Linked DNA regions of Triticum aestivum: region 1 is linked to region 2. The links are chromatin contacts, called in public Hi-C maps. All regions are on one chromosome and are shown on one strand. Each heading gives the region's core, a stretch centred on a gene start, on an enhancer-like site or on the middle of the called end of the contact. The rest is flanking DNA. Distances are from core to core; before and after follow the strand shown.

Region 1 (4,135 bases), core at 796-3,295, 140 kb before region 2:
GGCCCTTCAGCACGCGCTGGAGGCTAGCCGCCTCGAGGAGGACGCGCACTGGGATGGGCTGGAGCAAGCCCTTGCCCTGTCGGCAGCGGGGGACTCTGTTCACACCCCGCTCTTCGTGCCGCCACCGCCACCGCGCCGCCCGTCTAGCCCAAGCCGAAGCCGGAGCCGGAGCCGATGCGTAAGCGCTCCCCGCCTCCCCCCACTTGGCCGGAGGAGGCCTACTCGTGGACGGGTCAGTACCGCGAGTGGGTGAGCGCGCCTCCCGTCCACTTCGCCGCGACGCCGGAGGAGGAGGCGGCCCACCTCGAGCGATGGAAGGAGCACTGAGTCCGCCAGGAGCAGGCCGACGGCGAGGAGCAGATGCGCTATGATGCCATGCTCCAACGCGACGCGGAGGCGCTCCGGCTCAAGGAGGAGGAGGAGGAGCGCGCGCGGCTTGCCGCAATGCCACCGCCCCAGCAGACGCCGGAGGAGGCTGCCCTGGCAGCGTACCAGGCGGCGCTTGGGTGGGCTGGCCCTGCTCCGGTCTTCATCAACCTCACCGACGACGGCGGCGTCGACGGCAAGGGCAAGAGTAAGGCCGACGACGTCTAGGGTAGCGTGCCGGGCGGCAGTAGGCGGGCACAGACTTTTTTTAATTTTGTATTTTATGTTTATTAGATTTAGATGGACTTTGGCCGGCGTTTGACCGGCCACTTCATGTTTAATTATGTTTATTTATGTTTATTTCTTGCAACTTACTCCCTCCGTAAACTAATATAAAAGTGTTTAGATTACTATTTTAGTGATTTAAACACTCTTATATTAGTTTACAGAGGGGGTATTATTTTTTTCCCACGGCGGCACCTTTGGGTCGGCCTCCCCGTTGGGCGGTCAAGCTGACCCATTTTAAAATACGGACACGCACGTCTGCCTGGCCGACCCAAACGGACAAAAAACGAACAAAGTGTGCGTCTGTTTGGGTCGCCCCGTTGGAGTTGCTCTGAGACACTTATTTTGGGACGGAGGGAATAGAGAATTTTCAAAGGATTCTTTGTTTTTTCAAGAGGCCCGATGATGCTAGAGTAAGAAGATGCAAATGGGTGAATAATACGCTGTGGAAGCACCCTCAAATCAAATACTCAATCACAGTATTACTGAGTAGTATATCGGTCTCGTACACACCGGTTAATTACACACGACGCGGTGCATGAATATGGCACTGCACACGGACGGATACATGAAATATCTCACACACGCACACAGGTAGGCAGGTACAGTACTGATCATGCGTGCATCACCTTAGGAGTATATATGTAGAACCTAAAACAACGGGCACTGAAATTAAGAACAATTCTCTCTCTGTATACGCATACGCTCCTCGTGGGTACGATAGCACCGAGGCCTTGTGCCAGGAACCTCGCCGTCGCCGGCCGGTTAGTCGCAGCACATCTCGCAGATCCAGCAGCAGCACAGCGCCGCCAGGCTGAAAACACACACACCAAATTCAGACACTGTCAGGCCGGAAATCACAAACGACAGTTAAGGAGGTGGTGTCGATGGATGGAGTAGCTGGTGGTGGGGAGTACGTACCACCCCTCGATGAAGCCCTTCTCGCCCCTGGATTTGGTGCTCGCCCGGCCCCCCTTCTTCCCGCCCGCTTGGCCTTGCTCCGCAGCCGCCGTTGGGTACCCTGCAACACCAACACCAACGAATGAACAAATCGAAAGCAGCAACAAGTTCATCTATCTGAAGATTTCAGGGAGCTGAACCCCAACGAGTCCGTAGCGTAGATCGACCAATACCTGGCGGTGGTGGAGGAGCCTGCTGGTTGCTCCTGTTGTTCTCCATCAGGTATGTCCTCTGGCTACGAGTTGCTTCTGCTGTGCTGTGCTGTCGATCGGATTCAGCTGATCTGCTGATGGATACCTGTCTCCAACTCCAGCACCCTCTATATATACACGCCAGCCGCACTGGTGTCAGGCTCAGGCACACGGATAGCACACACAGAGAGGCAGAGCACGGAAGCTTCTCCCCCAACTTTTGACACCGCACCGCGCAGTCGCTGACAAGTAATTTGATTCGATTCTGCCTCAGCACCACCTTTATTAGCTGACAAGTCGAAAGCGAGCACTCCTCGAATAGCCGAGGTTGGTTGAGCGGATAGGCACACGTACAAAGGATCGGGATTGACACGTCCGCCCATGGGTTTGGTGGCCTGATCGGCGGCCGGAGAAGTCCAAGGCTTGAGATGAGATGAGATGAGATGCAAAGCACCGCGTCAGAGGCGGCGCTTTCTGACTAGATTTTCAGGACGGCTGCTCTGTCCGATATTCCTTGCCCAACACTGTGTGAAATCATCAGGGTCAGTTGGGAATCAGGTTCTCTCCGGGGAGGAAAGATTGGCCGGCCGGCGGGCAGATAAATCTTCGATCGCAAGGAAGCGCCTGGACCGGAAGATACATGTTCACACTAGGAACAGGAACAGCCGACAGGGGGTCCAGGATACAGCAATCTATCGGTTGATTCCGGTTCCCTCCTCCGGCTGCTGCTCTGCTCGTGTGACCCCGAGGAGGGCTTTTTCAAACGATTCGATTCCCGCCCGCTGCTTGAGATATTTGTGTACCTCGATCTGGCTCTGGGCGTATCGCCCTAGCTGCTTTCTCTCCATCACGGCGTTGGCTGGTTCGTTGGTTTCTTCGGTCTCAGCAACCGTATGGGCATGGGCAAGGGAGATACATTGCGTTCTCTCTCTATCTTCTGAATTTCAGCAGCCAAGGAGACTGAAACCTTGCCCTGTTCTGCGACTCGAATCCGATGCCCGGCATTTACAAAAAATGGGAATTAGATCAATCTCATGGACTCGAATCCGATGCCTGGCATTAAGAAAACAATGGGACTTTGATACCTCTCATAGACACTGGATCTGGCAAAGTTTACGTTTGTTGCTCGTCGTTTTGTTTTTATTTACTTTCTTTTTCGGGTTCTTAATCATTTTTCTTAGTTGTTCTTCTCATCATGCCTATTCTTATTCTTTTGTCCTTCCGCAAAAAAAAAAGGAAATAGCTCTAATCCTGGGTTTAGCTTTTCCCTCTTTCTCGTCTTATGTTATCTTTGTTAGGTTACTTTTAAGGAAATTGTCTCTTGGATTATTTTCTTTTTCTCTTTATCTGTGTTATATTTTAGTATTTTTACATGATTTTTGTTTACAATTTCACTCTAGTCTTCTCATCTCTCCTATTGTCTCTATATGTACCTATTAACAATAAAGAATGGTGCTCTTCTCTGAAATTTTCATCCGTCACACATATATGATCTCTTCGTCCGTCACCAAAGGTTGTATGTTTTATTAAATTGTATGTATGTGCCTCATATTTTAGCCCAGGTGGTACTCAATAACTGCTACCATGCAGCTCTTGTGCTGCTTTGCGTGTACGGCAGCAAAGGGGAGAAGGGAGATAAATTGCATTCTCTTTGTATCTTCTGAATTTCAGCAGCCAAGGAGACTCATACCTTACCCAGTTCCAGAGGCGGATTTAGGGCTAGTTTGGTTCGTATCCTCGGCTCCTTGCCTGGAAAAATCCGGTGCCTGGCATTCGCCTGGTAACGTGATGCTTTCCTGCCTGCCCAGGCTAGCCTGGCAGCTGTGCGTTTGGTTCGTACCCTACTGTGCGTTTGGGTATTGCATCATCTAGTCATCCAGCGAATAAAAAATTCTTAAGCAAAGGCCAGGCTTGCTGTGGCACGCCCAGGCATAAGAAATTGGACGCCTGGGCCAGGCTAATCCTACTGCCTGCCTGGGCTAGGAATCTTTTTTATTCTTTATTTTTCTCAACCTGGCCAGGCTAATCACATTGCTGAGCAACCCAGGCCAGGCATGTACTTTCTTGCTCAGGACACAAACAAAACAGGGACCAGGCATGCTTCAGGCACCCATCCAGGCCAGGCTTGTGGTGGTGTGGACGCCAACCAAACACACCCTTAGGCCGGCTGCCTGGGGCGTGACGGCGATTCCCTTCGTTGACTGTACATCGTTGTTGCTACAGCACTTCGAACCTGGCCTGGGGCCTACTGTTTTCCTGGGTCCACCACTGCCCAGTTCTACCACTCGACTCCAATGCAAGTTATTCAAAAAAATAAATGGGCCTTCGATTAA
Region 2 (4,233 bases), core at 1,251-3,750:
AGTCTGAAGATGAATTTTGAGAAAAAAATACGTCACCATAAGAATTATGGATTTGTAATATGAGAATCAACTAAATATTGCCCACCTAATGCGCCATTTGATTTTACATAAAGATTCATGCGATTTTATAGTTTTACTTTCCCCCTCTGTTTTGTCTGATTTATGTTTTATTTTTCAATTTTTGTTTTTAACTTTCTCCATGTCGTGCGCAAATAGAATTCTACACATAACAGGCTGCACGAAACTACAGTTGCATGCCAGTCAACCATGCACAACTGTGGTAGCATGCCCACATATCAATGTGCAACTGCAGTTGCACGCCCACGCACTGACGTGTAAATGTAGTTACATGATTGCTGACTGTACGTTACTGCATGTCCATCGACCGCGCGCAACTACGGTTACACGCACGCGCGCTACGGTGCAACTATAGTTGCACGTCGCCCACTGTGTGCAACTGCATGTCCGTGGGTACACATGCCCAACAGCCGTGCACAACTATGTCAATTTTAAAAAAAATACAATGGAGAAGGAAAAACTAAAAATAAAATGATGAAAGAATTCAAAGAGAAAACATAAGAGTATTTAACAAAAAACTACCACAATTCATGGAAACGTGCCCAGAAACTACCACTTTACAAATTTGTGCCGAAGACTACCATCTTTTCTCTAATCTTTGACTAAAAACTATCATGTCGTGAAATCGACCCATTCGTCCATTTTAAACGCACTTATGACAAGCCTGGCCCGCATGTAAGTGTTGTCATCGTTATTCCACTGCCGAGCCGGCCTATCCACTCGCCCCGCCGCCGCCGCCGTTAACTGATGTCCGAGCCGGTGAAGCACGAGCGCGCCGGCATGCGGGCCGAGGCCGTCGGGTCAGCTCGGAGCAGTGGAGGCCGACGTGCGCATGGGCAGCAGCGGCGCCGGCCGCGAAGGGTGCGAGCACCAGCCGCGTCGGCCGCGCACGGGCGCGAGCTGCGGCGGCCCTAGCCATGCGGGCATGCTGCTGGTCAGCTCGGAGCTCCGAGTGGTGGAGGCCGAGGTGCGCACGGGCCGCGACGGGCACAAGCAGCAGCCGCGCCGGCCGTGCGTGGGCGAGAGCACCAGCTCGGGCCGCAAGCAGCAGCGGGGATGGGAATGAGCAGCAGCAGTAGCCGCGCCGGCCTCGCATGGGTGCGTGCTGCGACGCCATGCGCGAGCAGCAGCGGGGATGGGAACGAGCAAGAGAAGCCGCGCCGGCCGCGTGTGGGCGTGAGCAGAGGCGTCGGCGTCCATGCTCCAGGTGAGCTGCGCATAGCCGCCGCTGCCGCGAGCGTGTGCGCTGTCGTGCGTGAGTGAGCGCCGGCAGTGGTCGGCGGCGGAGGTGGCTTGCTGGTGCACATAAGGTGTTTGTAGAAATGCCAAAGAGAGGGAGAGAGAGGAGGAAGAAGAGGGTCAACCTGACTTGTGGGCCCATCCTGTCAGAAAGGCGTTTAGAAGAGACGAATTGGGTATACTTATGCGACATGATAGTTTTAGTCAAAGATTAGAAAAAAAGTGGTAGTTTTCAGCACAAATTTGTAGAGTGGTAGTTTCTGGACACGTTTTCATGAATTGTGATAGTTTTTTTTGTTAAATACTCAAAACATAAAGAAACAGCAAAAAAGCCATATGCGGATGTCACCTGTGGTAAAATTTACTTAAATCTCATCTTGACGAGAACTTGAGAAAATTAAGTAGTATGACAACTGTAGCGAGCGCATTAGGAGCATTCGGATACTCCACCCCCTATGTTCAAAAATAAAAAGTAATTCAAAAAAGGTCAAAAGTCCTGGAATTTTTTTGGAATCAAATATGACCAGGTATTGTACTTGTATAAAAAGTTTGGCCAAGGAATGATTCCCGTTGACTTCAAGGCAAAAATAAATAAATTTATGTCGACAATATAGCATGAATAGTACTTTTATCTAGTTCTTTTTGGCAAATCTTTGACCCGGATACAATGAAAGTCATTCCCTGTTTAAACTTTTTTATACAAGTGCGATACTTGGTCATGTTTGATTCCATAAAAAGTTCCGGGATTTTTTGAATTACTAAATTAGTTTTGAATATAAGGGGGGTGTGGCACCCGAGTGCTCTTATGTACATTTTTTGGGACAATTGTAGAACTGTAATGTGCGATGTGGGGGAGACAAAGAGAGACCAAAGTATGGAAGCCTTTAAATAAATTAATTAAACAGGTATGTTGAGTTGCACATGCAGATATTTTTGTTAGTTGGGGTGTTGCCATCAGGAGTATGTAAGAAAGCGTGAATTTGATGGCTACAATTGCGCCTTGGTGATGCCGGGATCCGGACTGATCAAATCGATCAAGATCCGTATGGATAGGTGTGACAAGTTGGTTCTGTCCTTTTCCAGGACACGGACTTGTATGCCTCCTGCGCAAATTGAGTCTTCCTGTCTCTAGAAGCGTCAAGGAGCTATCAAGCTTAGCTTAGCCCAGCCAGCAGCAGCTGGAGAATCGCCAGCACGATCGTGACAGGCATCAAGCAAAAATCCAATTGCTTTAACCATGATTGGACTCTTCATAGACTTCAATTTAATTTGCACACAAAATTTGCAGCACCACAGCTGTCAGCCTTGTATTATTCATAATTAGTCTCTAGATGCCATCAAGATATGCTTGCTCTGTTTTTATATAGGTAGACGCATCTGCTCTGTCATGATGAAAATTCACTGATTTTTTGTCAACTGCTCCAGGTGATGGCAGACGAATCCTGTGGAGACGGCTGTTTTTGTGCCGCTCGGGTTCAACGGCCGGCCGAGGATTCAACGGTCTGCATGGTTCACTGGGTTTTTTTTTTTAGCAACTGGGCACGTTCACTGGATGGCAATGATACAAATGGAAGGCCCAAATGGGAAACACAAAGATAAGCCCAACATGTCACACCAGCAGCATCACGTCTTCTCCCTGTCCCGTGATAATTTGGTAGTAGAATGATGGCCCTATTGACCCATCCATGCACTGGCCTTCCCCTTCCTCGGTAGTGCAACCTAAGCATTTAGGTCCAACTGGCTTTCTCCTACTAGGTAGTAGTACAAAGATAAAGTTGTATTGATGGGGATTGGTGGAAAATATGCAAATTGTGAACTCTACAAGCCTAATTTTCCATGACTAACTCATGAGTAATACTACCTCTCATCAGCCCCGACTCCACATTCTCCAAACATTTTCTTTAATTTCCCGCATCATTCCCCGCAAAAGAGATGTCCCATCTTATGAACTGTATCGCTTTTGACGGTGCAGAGGCCAATCCCACGTTGCTTAGGTTGGATTTCTACAAAAACTGAAGATCTCCTTTGATGGTTTTCTACAAAAGACAACACCAAGCCCACATTGATATAGCTCGAATGTCCCCATCTAACAAAGAGACACTACCATATATTCCCGATTCATTTTCATTACACTCTCTCCATTCCATAGTGTAGTGTATATTGGGTTTTAGAAAAGTTCAGCAAGTTTATGTCTGATTGAGATCGATTATAATATCATCCAAAACAAAAATTAGTACCAAAATAAAAAAATTAGTATCATTAGATTCATCATGAAGTGTATTTTCATATTTTAGTTATTTAGTATTTTTTTGTGCATATATTTATTTAGTATATTGGATGTTGATAGTTTTATCGATATACTTGGTCAAATATAAACATGTTTGAGTTTTAGAAAGTAGATATACAATACATTGTGGAACGGAGTGAGTATTAAGCTATACACTAAAGGTGCCCATAGTTCGAATTCGTCTGTAAACTTGGGCAGGTTTCTAGGTCACACTACCTTGAAATACCAAGCCTAGGTTTGGAAGGAGGGAAAAAGAAAATATAATTCATATTTGAAAAATATTAATATAATCCCAGGCTTTTGAAAATATAATATTTTTAAAATACGAATTATATTTTCTTATTGAGCTGATTTGTTGTCGAGCTTGGGTAAGCATGAGCTCGGACTAGTCCCAGGCTTTTGGGGCGGGCTGGCCCAAGTTTTAAATTTTATTTTTCTCATTGACAACAAATTAGACATGTCAATGTTCGAGTCATTGATGTGCTTGTACTTTTTCATGTAGAAGAGATCAATTTACACTACAGCAGAAAAAAGTTCAATGCTAAAAAATACAAGCTTTTTTAGAACACCGAAATTTGTCCTTCCCCAAGACCCCCGTAATGAGAAGTCGCAAAATCATTAAAGCCGAA

What was found. Hi-C and Micro-C count contacts between places; a contact is called where the count stands out from the background.
Region 1: a contact with region 2 is called in a Hi-C map of leaf, with 2.7 times the contacts expected there. The contact joins the promoter of LOC123063462 here to the enhancer-like site in region 2. A contact is called at or near these places in 3 of 5 Hi-C or Micro-C datasets (leaf and an unstated tissue).

What each region holds. Positions count from the first base shown.
Region 1 is chr3A:717,465,652-717,469,786 of IWGSC CS RefSeq v2.1, reverse strand. It overlaps LOC123063462 (cysteine-rich and transmembrane domain-containing protein WIH1), which reads right to left and starts at 2,045. Exons shown (of 3, transcript XM_044487254.1): 1 at 1,785-2,045; 2 at 1,573-1,672; 3 at 1,109-1,465. The coding sequence starts at 1,830. The coding sequence ends at 1,417.
Region 2 is chr3A:717,329,613-717,333,845 of IWGSC CS RefSeq v2.1, reverse strand. No RefSeq gene overlaps it. Among protein-coding and RNA genes, the nearest start is that of LOC123057245, 42 kb to the right of the region's middle. Within about 2 kb of position 2,500, at least 2 of the 8 cell types and tissues checked have an H3K27ac peak or open chromatin away from gene starts, as enhancers often do. A contact at or near this core is called in leaf, where this site is marked.